Linked DNA regions of Mus musculus: all the other regions are linked to region 1. The links are chromatin contacts, called in public HiChIP or PLAC-seq maps. All regions are on one chromosome and are shown on one strand. The core of a region is the stretch at or near the end of the contact, and the rest is flanking DNA. Distances in the headings are between cores, read along the strand shown. Region 1 has its middle 50 kb from the start of Gm34645. Region 2 holds the start of Bub3 (BUB3 mitotic checkpoint protein). Region 3 has its middle 25 kb from the start of Bub3.

What was found. HiChIP or PLAC-seq counts read pairs in DNA pulled down with a chosen protein or histone mark.
Region 2: a contact with region 1 is called in an H3K4me3 HiChIP or PLAC-seq map of embryonic basal ganglia, with 2.6 times the contacts expected there. The contact joins the promoter of Bub3 here to the enhancer-like site in region 1. A contact is called at or near these places in 3 of 39 promoter capture datasets (cranial neural crest, maxillary cranial neural crest and second pharyngeal arch cranial neural crest), 1 of 484 Hi-C or Micro-C datasets (nephron progenitors), 12 of 115 datasets of contacts at active chromatin or transcription factors (craniofacial prominence, embryonic basal ganglia, embryonic forebrain and 6 more) and 2 of 9 other capture datasets (embryonic tail and embryonic trunk).
Region 3: an H3K4me3 HiChIP or PLAC-seq map of embryonic basal ganglia shows a contact between it and region 1, with 3 times the contacts expected there. The contact joins two enhancer-like sites. A contact is called at or near these places in 2 of 484 Hi-C or Micro-C datasets (embryonic stem cells and nephron progenitors), 1 of 115 datasets of contacts at active chromatin or transcription factors (embryonic basal ganglia) and 2 of 9 other capture datasets (embryonic tail and embryonic trunk).

Annotation. Positions count from the first base shown.
Region 1 is chr7:131,776,433-131,779,732 of GRCm38.p6, forward strand. No RefSeq gene overlaps it. Among named protein-coding and RNA genes, the nearest start is that of Gm34645, 50 kb to the right of the region's middle. Within about 2 kb of position 1,834, at least 7 of the 459 cell types and tissues checked have an H3K27ac peak or open chromatin away from gene starts, as enhancers often do. A contact at or near this core is called in embryonic basal ganglia, where this site is marked.
Region 2 is chr7:131,559,017-131,562,316 of GRCm38.p6, forward strand. It overlaps Bub3 (BUB3 mitotic checkpoint protein), which reads left to right and starts at 1,354. Exons shown (of 8, transcript NM_009774.4): 1 at 1,354-1,438; 2 at 1,694-1,888; 3 at 2,521-2,590. The coding sequence starts at 1,694.
Region 3 is chr7:131,584,077-131,587,376 of GRCm38.p6, forward strand. No RefSeq gene overlaps it. Among named protein-coding and RNA genes, the nearest start is that of Bub3, 25 kb to the left of the region's middle. Within about 2 kb of position 1,710, at least 3 of the 459 cell types and tissues checked have an H3K27ac peak or open chromatin away from gene starts, as enhancers often do. A contact at or near this core is called in embryonic basal ganglia, where this site is marked.

The DNA.
Region 1 (3,300 bases), core at 584-3,083:
ACAGCTCTTTGCTCCCAGAGCTTTTGTGATCCCTTGCTGACAGATTTTAAAATTCATACCGCGAGATTGGAGCTGCAAAAGCGAGGGGGTGTTCTCGGCAACAGATGTTTGGTAATTAAGCATACGGTTTCCCTGTTTGGGAGGGCTGGAGGAATTTCAACCTGCCATGATGTGTTCAGTTAAAGAAACTAGAGCTCTTAAAGTATTCTTACTTAGTGCTCAGCTGTGAGTGCCTTAACTTTCTGGTGGAAGCAAGGAGGAGGGAGCACCTAGAAGGATCTGGGGAGGAGGGAGACTATTGGTGCCACGTGAGGGCAGCCCATGAGTAGTCCCACTGTGGAAACCAGAACATCTTGCTGGATACCAACTGATGATGGTAAAGACTCCCAGGAGGTAGGAGGCCCTCCGATGATAGACCCCTAGAAGGTGGAGCCTCCAGAAGATAAAGTCCCTGAAATAGGGTTAGGGTCCCTAAAGGACAGGGCTCTCAGATGACCATGGAAGATATGATCTTCAAAAAATACTGTGCCCAGAAGACAGGGTTCCCCAAAAGAAGGGCCTTCTGGAGGCCTTCAAGGGAAATAGGCTTTTACAACATGGGACAAAACAACATTCTATAGTCTCGTTGCTAACACAGGCTAGTAAGCAGTTGATATGAGAAATCAAGACTCTGAGGAGACTCCTTTACATACAGTACCACAAACATTTGTGCTTGTGTGCATGCATGTATCCACATGTGTATATGTGTACACACATGTATACACATGAATGCATGTGAGAGGAAGGCAGAATGACAGCCATGAATCTGCTCCCGCTGTCTTCCTCCAAGTGCCTGGAGGAGAGGAAGGAGGAGGAGGAAAAAGAGGAAGAGGAGGAGGAAAAAGAGGAAGAGGAGGAGAAGGAGGAGGAAGAGAAGGAGGAGGAAAAAGAGGAGGAGGAAGAGAAGGAGGAAGAGGAAGAGGAGGAGGAGAAAGAAGGAGGAGGAGGAAAAGAAGGAGGAGGAGGAAGAAGAGGAGGAGGAAGAGGAGGAGGAAGAAAAGGAGGAGGAGGAGGAAGAGAATGAGCCTGGAGCCTGGAGCCTGGAGCCTGGAGCCTGGAGCCTGGAGCCTGGAGCCTGGAGCCTGGAGCCTGGGTTGGACCCTCTTGCTAGCCAGCATCAGAGTTCTATGTGGAGGCTGTACAATCTGCCTGCCTATCACCACTGAGCATGCCTGACTCGGCTCCTCTAGCCTGCAAACCAACTCAGACCTCTACCCTTGGATGATCACCTCCTCCCCTCTCCCCCAGCTCCTACTCAGAAAATAGCAGCAAAGGGTCTTACTGAAAAGACTCGGTGCTTGCAGCTAAACAGAGCTGAGTTCCAGCGCTCTCTTGAACTATATTTTTCCAGTCCTGCATCCAGTTCCTTAGCTTGTCTGGCAATCATGTTAGTGATTATATGGGTAATGAAACACGTGCTCTTTTTGTCTGAGCTTCTGATTAATCTGCCTTCTCTTTAGCCTTGATTTATGGCGCTCAACTCTGGAGGTGAATGCCGGCCCATCAGCTCCGTAGCTTATTACAGACGCAGGGGCTGCTAAATGCCTTGGAGGCTTGAATTGTTTCTTGACAGCCAGGCTTCTTGCTACATTCCCTCCAATCTGTTTTGGTTCCTGGTGTGACCTTTCATACAGTAAAATACATTAGTTGAATAGCACAGTCTCATTAAAAGAGTGAATTAACCGAAGAGTCTTTTTAACTAAATGACAGCCGAAGGACTCAGTGCTAATAGCCATGAGCAGTTGGAAACTTAACTCATGAATCAGCCCTGTTAATACTGCCTCATGCCTGAAGCACTGAGGGTACCGCGCTCTCTGCCGGCTCTCGTAAGAAGAAAAGCTCATTACTTTCCTCCTGATGGGAGAGAAAGAGTGAGCGAGCAATAATAAAGCTTGAATTTTTCAATACTGTTAAAAATGGGGCTGACAGATTGCCGACAATAGGAGCAACGGGCCCAGACTGCGTCCGGAGCTGCTGGATTAGCAATACCATATATCATAGGATCTAATTAAATCAACCCGGAGAATGAAATTAGTTTTCTGTGAGTGAAATGGCCTCTGAAAGAGCTCTATTAAATGAACTGGAGAGCATTAATTAAATAATTCACAGTGAGGGATTTTGCATTTATACAAAAATTGTGCACTTAATTGTCCGTGCTGTATTACAGATCTGGCCTTATGTTAACAATGTGTCGAAAGTACACTTACGGAGCATATCAGGAACGGTTTAACGCAAACGCAGCTTGCAAAGTTTTATGGTTGGGCCGAGGAACCTGGAGGAACATCTCCATGAGCACCTGGATGCAATATGTGGCCTGGGAAAATTCGTTCCGTTCAGGAAAGTTGGTCTCCGAAGCCCCTCGAAGGGTCTCTGGCATGTATTGTGAGTCACCAGACGTGACCCCGCTGCTTGGGTTTATGACCTCTTGGGGTGTCCTGGCTTGACCTCTGAGGTCTTGGTTCATTTGGAACTTAGCAGCTATCTGGTCCATTTGGGTATCTGTAGGTATTCGTCTGGGAGAATCAATTTCCTTTTTTATTTTTTTCCCCTCCTGAATGTATTAGCCAGTTATATGAACTCACTCATGTAAACCCAAGCATATTGGATGCACTGAAGGAAAAAGTGAATTTAGATACAATATGTCAGAGAAATCAGACACCATCCTTCTTAGCATCCTGGATCTCTGGGTTGAAAGAGACCATAAAAGTCAATTCATTCAAATCTTCCCCTTCAAGGGGAATGCCTGAATCGCCTCTGTGATATCCCTTGAGTACAGACTGAGCATCTGCTCAGGCTCCAGGAAGACCTCTCTCTCATCAGGCAGTTCTGATCCAGAGCAGCATGGGGTACAGAGGCCAGGGCCCAGGCCTTGCAGAGGACTCTAGGCTTTAAAAGCCAGCTCCCCTGTTTACTTGTTTGACTTTGATTGAGGACTAAGTTTCCTTGTGTGATGGTTTCTTCTTCATCACCTGAATGAGGATAAGAACACCCAGATAAAAGGTAGCTTTGCTAGGAGGGCTGAGTGAGTTACTCTGTGGGGCTGATGAGGAAGCTCAGCTATGGGATAGAGCTCTCTCTCCCTCTCTCTCTCTCTCTCTCTCTCTCTCTCTCTCTCTCTCTCTCTCTCTCTCTCTCTCTCTGTGTGTGTGTGTGTGCATACATGTACTTACACACAGTACTTAGAACAATGTTTGGCACACACTTGCTAAATGGCATATTTTAAAAATTATTCAGCCTTTCCCTTCTCATTCTGAGTTTGGT
Region 2 (3,300 bases), core at 104-2,603, 220 kb before region 1:
ATTTAGTTCAGAGTCTGTGCACACATAAGATCTTTCTTTCTTTCTTTCTTTCTTTCTTTACTTTTATTTTTTTAGACAGGGTTTCTCTGTGTAGCCCTGGCTGTCCTGGAACTCACTCTGTAGACCAGGCTGGCCTCGAACTCAGAAATCCACCTGCCTCTGCATCCCAAGTGCTGGCTGCGCCACCACTGCCCGGCAAGATCATTTTTCTTTTCTTTTCTTTTCTTTTTTTTTAAAAATGTACCTTGAAAGTTAAGTAGTTTAAAACTAGAGACAACTTCCTACTTCATGCAACAATTTCAAAATAAAAGGGATTGTCTCAAAAAGATGGGACAGAGAAAAAGAAGTTGTATCCAAGGATTAATTAGAAACTCAGTAACATTTTGCATGTCAGTATGCTACTATGTTGTTTGTTAAGTACTGCTTTTCTCTCACAGAACCAAAACAACCTTTTGATTCTCATATTTTTTAGAGGATTCTAGAAACAGAAAGTGCAGCAAACTGAGCCTGCAACTTCCATGATAATGCAGAGGAAGGTGGGAGAGGGAGGACAGTCACAATGCTAGGTCCTATGATGAACATTCCTAAGAGATTCTGGCTGATCGTTAAAGATTGGAAATATTTGTGTCCTGCTCTGTTCACCCTTATGGGTGTGGTACTCTTCTAAAGCAAGGAGTAGTTTGACTGAGTGTGTATTCCCAGAGCTGCTTAAGAGGCCTGACATTCAGGTGCTTGAAAACTGTGGAGAGATGAAACGATAAAAATGAGATCACTAGAACTCAAGGGAAATGAGTCTCTAGTTCACAAATTGATAACCCAGCAAAATAAAAGCAAATAGTACCTTTGACTAGAAATTATTCTTCAGTATGACTAGTCTGGATTAAGTCCAGGGGTATGTGCACGGCTAGAAAGAAAATATTAATTTATATCTATAGTAGTTATCAACCAAAATGAAATTCTGTGTCTGAGAGATAGAGGAGAAGGATGTCACAAGAGCTAGATAAAATCTCTTTTCTGCCTTCTAGTCTGTGGATGTTCAGGCAAGCAGCTCCAGGGAGACTACAACTCCCAGCATGCAGCATACAATTGTGGGCGGGCGTGAACGCCTTCATGACCTGAGCATACTTGGGAGTTGTAGTTTTCCCTCCGCAGCTCCAGAGATGTAACCTCGGCGTGGAGGTACTAAGAGACCCGGTGAACGGGGGGGGGGGGGGAAACGCGGCTTCCCTTTGAGCCGGAACAGGATGACTGCGGAAAATGAGGCAAGCAGTAAATCAGACCAATCAGCTGCCGAGATCGAGCCGTTGGCGTTCAAAATCAGCCAATGATAGGCCTGCTCCGGAGCTTCCTCTCCGCCTTCTCCGCTTTGCCTGCGAGTGCTCGGAGGGAAGCGGATCGGTAGTGGCCGGTGCAGAAACGTTGCTTAGGCGGACAGGAGGTAGAGGTTCGGGCGAGGGCGGGCGGAGCGGGATCTGTGGCCCGTGGCCGGCGCATCGATGCACAGAGGGATCCGGTCGAGGTCCATTGTGTTTTATATGGGGATCTGCGGGCAAGGAAGGAGGCCAGGCCGGGTGGAGCTCGGCGGAAGCGGGATGGCGGCCGGCCTGGATCAAGGGGGACTCGCGCAGGCGCAGGCCGTGGCCGGCCTCTGTTGCTCCGGTTAGGAACTCAGACTTAGCGTTTTGTTCTACAGATGACCGGTTCGAACGAATTCAAGCTGAACCAGCCACCCGAGGATGGCATCTCCTCGGTTAAGTTCAGCCCCAACACATCCCAGTTCCTCCTGGTCTCCTCCTGGGATACGTCTGTGCGCCTCTACGATGTGCCCGCCAATTCCATGAGGCTCAAGTACCAGCACACTGGTGCTGTCCTGGACTGCGCCTTCTACGTAGGTGGATTCAGTTTCTGCTCCTGTCCCCTTAATACTGAGATGTCCTAGGCCTTGCCAGTAGCATCTCATACACGGTTCGAGAATTCTGATAGTTCATAACTACTCGGGAATTCTTCCCTTTAGCCTGGCATCAAGCCTACTACAATGGTTTGTGTTCTTATTTCTTCTCTCGTGGCAATTTCAATCTCCATTTGTAAATTCAGACTTGAGTAAACTTTCTGGACATAGATAATTGAAGTTAGCAGCAAGACTGATTTTTAGCTATCCTTTGAAAAGTAATGAATGTTGTCTAATTTAGCCTTAACTCCTGGTGTCCACCTTGTATTTGCTTCCTTGTGGAGATCACTAACTTGCATTTTTGTTTGCTTCTTAGTTTCTGTCACACTGGACATAACACTTGGCTGTAGAAATAGCAATGTTGAAAATGCTTGCTAAAGCTTTGTAACTTTGAATTGGCTCCAAATGTAAGAGTGGGGTGGGAGGATGTGGTGGCCACAACTTTAATCCCAGAGGCAGAGGCAGGAAGAGCTCTTGAGTTTTGAGGCCAACCAGGGCTACATAGTGTCTTCCAAAAAAAAAAAAAAAAAAGTAAGAAAGAAAAAAAATCAAACCCAAATTTTGCTTTGTAGGATCCAACGCATGCCTGGAGTGGTGGATTAGATCATCAACTGAAAATGCACGATTTGAACACTGATCAAGGTATTAATATAGCTACATTTTACCAGTTTTTCTTTACTAGTGTATTTGTGTAGAAATGCTTATTTAAGAAGAGTAGGTGTTTTCAGTACTTATGTGAAGGCGGAACACGGCTTTGATAATAGACTTTTAAAATTGGATTAAGTTACCACAAATGGAACCTGAATTTTGCAGTAAAGCCCCTTCTGAGCACTGTCTTTTTTTTTTTTTTTTTTAAGATTTATTTATTTAATTTATAAGAGTACACTATAGCTATCTTCAGACACATAACAAGAGAGCATTGGATCTCATTACAGATAGATGGTTGTGAGCCACCATGTGGTTGCTGGGAATTGAACTCAGGACCTCTGGAAGAGCAAACAGCCAGTGCTCTTAACTGCTGAGCCATCTCTCCAGCCCCTGAGCACTGTCTTAAGTGTCTAGTGGAAGCATCATTTAAGCATTTGACTGTCACTATTAGAAGTCTTAAGCAGCGGACTGGACTCAGGGTCCGGTTTGTCAGGATTTCTTTGGACAGTTTGATATTTTAGGTTGGTCTTTTCACAGGCTAAAAAAAAAAGTACATTTTAAAAATGGAGCACGGTAGCCCCGTCATATTTATCTTAGTGATGCCTTTGCGTTCTTAGCAGGAGAATGTATTTCAGTTGGCTGTGTAAAAACATTTCTTAAGAGGTTTATGATTTCACTGTGGCAGGATTTGGAATGGAACCCAA
Region 3 (3,300 bases), core at 460-2,959, 190 kb before region 1:
GGAGCCTTTTTTCTTTGTTTCATTTGTGTAGCAGAGGAAGATGATCTTTTTCTTGAGCTCCTATATCTAGAAGCTCCCACAGTCCTAAGCTCCATCTCAGAGTTAAATGAATGACTTTTCTAGTCACTAAACCCGAATGCGATTTCAGACTTACCTGTGTGAAATGATCATTTGCCCTTCATATTGTTATTCCCATGTGTGTGTTGGGCTAGGAAAGAATGCAGTTGGGCCATAGAGCTGGGAGGGGCAGAGTATTTAGTGGTGACTGTGACTTATACACTCAAATATGGACTTGGCCACGAGGGGCCTGAGCAGGAAGCTGTGTAGCATGGGCCTGTCTTAGTTTCCTCACTGTTGGGATGGGCAGCTGCAGTGGGTAACAGCCTAAGAAAGGTCTCTTTAGTCACCCAACCTGTCCTAGACCTAGGCAAGGCCTGGTCCTTGAAAGAGGCTGGAGGTGAGCGGCTTCTTAGATCTCAGGACTAGATGCTTGGAATAATGCTACAGCTCCTCCCCTGCCTCTGGTTTCTTCCCGAGAGTGACGCCTGTAGATCTTTCTTTGACCATCTGTGAGGTTTGCGACCAATGCTGCTTATTTTTTGAGTTTTACTTGCTCTAAGGTCTAAAGATGCATTGCTGGAGAGTGGGGCTTAGTGGTGAGGAAGGCTTGTTGGCCTTCCAGAGGACCCGAGTTCAGTTTCCATCAACTATATGGCAGCTCACAACTGCCTGTAGCTCCAATCCCAGGGGATCTGATGCCCTCTTCTGACCTCCACAGGCACCAAGCACGTACAAAATGCACAGACATACACGCAGGCAAGACATTCGTGCACAAAACAAATAGGTAGACAGACGAACAGATAGAGAAGTAAGCAGTATTGATGTCTGGCCTGGCCTGGTTCTCTGGTGAGTCGACTAAAGTTGGTGTTGCTGGACGCCAGGACAGTGATATTAAATCCACTGCTTTTAGGCCTGGTGAGGTGGCTAGATGATCTGGGTTTGATCCCGGCACACACTTGATGGAAGGGGAGAACCATCTGCTGCAAGCGACATGGGCTGTGCCGAGGGCATGCACGCATGCACGAGCAAACAAAGTAAACCCACCGTTTTTTACGCTAACTCCTGGCAGATTTTAAAAGCAAGGAGGAAAGGGGAGCGAGATCCTAACCTAAGCTTGGAAGCTTTTGAATGCCTGGGAGAAAAAAAGCATCGTTGCATTAAGCCCCAGTAATCGGCAATCTGCAGGTATGTTATAATTTTCCTTTTTTCAAGAGAACATCGAATGGCTGTAACTGCTTTTGTATTGGAGCAGGGAAGCTCTCCCCGAATTTGAAAAGCTTTCATCTGCCATTCCTAATACACACTCCAAGGACGCCACCGTCTTGAGGAAGTACAATTAAACAGGGGGTCCTCCTCGTCCCCAGCCCTCAGGTTTAATTTTCCTGATTACAGTAGATTATGAGCCCTTGTGAGTCTTGGTCTCCAGGAGAGGCAGCACCTTCTTCAGTTCCTTCCAACAGTTGTTTATGGCAGTCCCAGCCTCTTTCTGCCTCTCGGAGGCTCTTTATTTTTAAAGCAAGGCAGACAAGGCCTAAAATTATTCCATTAAAGAGGGGCAATTTTTGTAATGGGACTTAGAGTGCTTTGCAGAAGTGCAGGCAAGTTTCTTCAATATCCTGAGCATTATTCGCTCATTTAGTTAAATGATGTTTCTAATTCTCTGGTAATTACACGTAATGAGGCACTTTTTCTCCTCTTGATGAGACTTTAGCTTAATATGAGACGGCGTATTTTCTTCTTCTTCTTTTTTTTCCCCATGGGGATAATTACCCCTTCCAAGGAAAAGCAGGGTTTGTTGTGCAGAATATAGCAAATTATTTTATTTCCTGCCATCTTGACTGCCAGTAAATTATAAAATTAAGTTTCTGTGGCGCATTAGCACCATTTTGGAAAAGGCTGGAGACTTTTTCTTCCCTTTAAAAAAAAAAAAGCTTGCCTGCTTCAATACAAAAAAAAAAAACCCTCATGTGCTGCTGTCTTCTGGGGCTGTAGAGGCCATTATTCATAGACTAGACTTTTTTCCCTGCCAGTTTCTAGTATTCAGATGTATTGAAGCAGCAACATAGGTTTAATTTTTCTGGATAATATCCAACATAGAATGCTCTTATAAGTGCCTTTGTACCCAGGTAATTATCATCATAAAGTTAAGTAATATGTTCCTTCTTTTCTCTGGTCTTTTTCATCCCTTCTTTGGATATCAAATTACCTTTGTGTGTGTGTGTGTGTGTGTGTGTGTGTGTAATGCTTCCAATTAGATGCAAAGTAGCTCAATTTGAATCACACGAAGGTGACACTAAAAGCAAGAAATTCTGAGTTATTATGGTCACTCCATTCAAGTCTTCTGTTGGAAAGAAAATTTGAAGAGAGAAAAATGTGGAGAGAGAGAGAGAGAGAGAGAGAGAGAGAGAGCGTATCATTAAAAATAATGTCATATTGACTTTGGTCTTCTGGATGCAATTATTTTTACAGATTTTAAGAGTAATGTGCCATGTCTACTTTTTGTTTTGCTTGTTTGTTTCTTCAGAGGGGACTTTTCTTTGGTAGAAACAGTAGACAGAATGCAAGCAGGAGGCCTTGGCTTGGGAGCCAGGGGCTAGATGAAGGTGGGCTCCATTACTTTTACCCAGCTGTGTGGTTTGCCTCTTTCCTTCTGTAGAGTGGTGGTCCCTACAAGTTAGCTTCAAAGCAAACCCAATAAGGAAAGGATAATGTGTTGGGATCATTCCTAAGTGGCCTAGATTTGAAGTGTGTGTGTGTGTGTGTGTGTGTGTGTGTGTGTGTGTGTGTAGTCCGAGCTCCCATCTGACACTATCCCTTCTAATGATTCTGTTGCTGGCTGTCCAAGTGTCCCCATCCACTACTGACCTCCTCAGCCCAGACAGTGAGAACACGAAGCCCAGTGCAGGGTCTGTCCAGAGCAAGGGCTTCAGGGATGTTCGAATACTCAGATTTTGCAGTTCAGCACTTTGTTCCTTCAATGGGAGTCCCTGGGGGCTTCTGCAAGATGGCTTAATATTTTACTCCTCTTGATGGTGACTGAAAGCTTTTTTAAAAATTCTATTTTACGTTTTGTTGTTTGCATGTTTGAATCCAACTGTATTTCAAAAGGATAGAGAGTGTTGGCTGTGGGCTGATGGCTCCCAGTTTGGGAGAAGGAAAGTTCACCAAACTTGGTGCGCCTTTGTCCCCTGTGCAATCAGCCTGAAATAAAAGTCCTCCCCCCCCCCCGCCCCCGTGAAG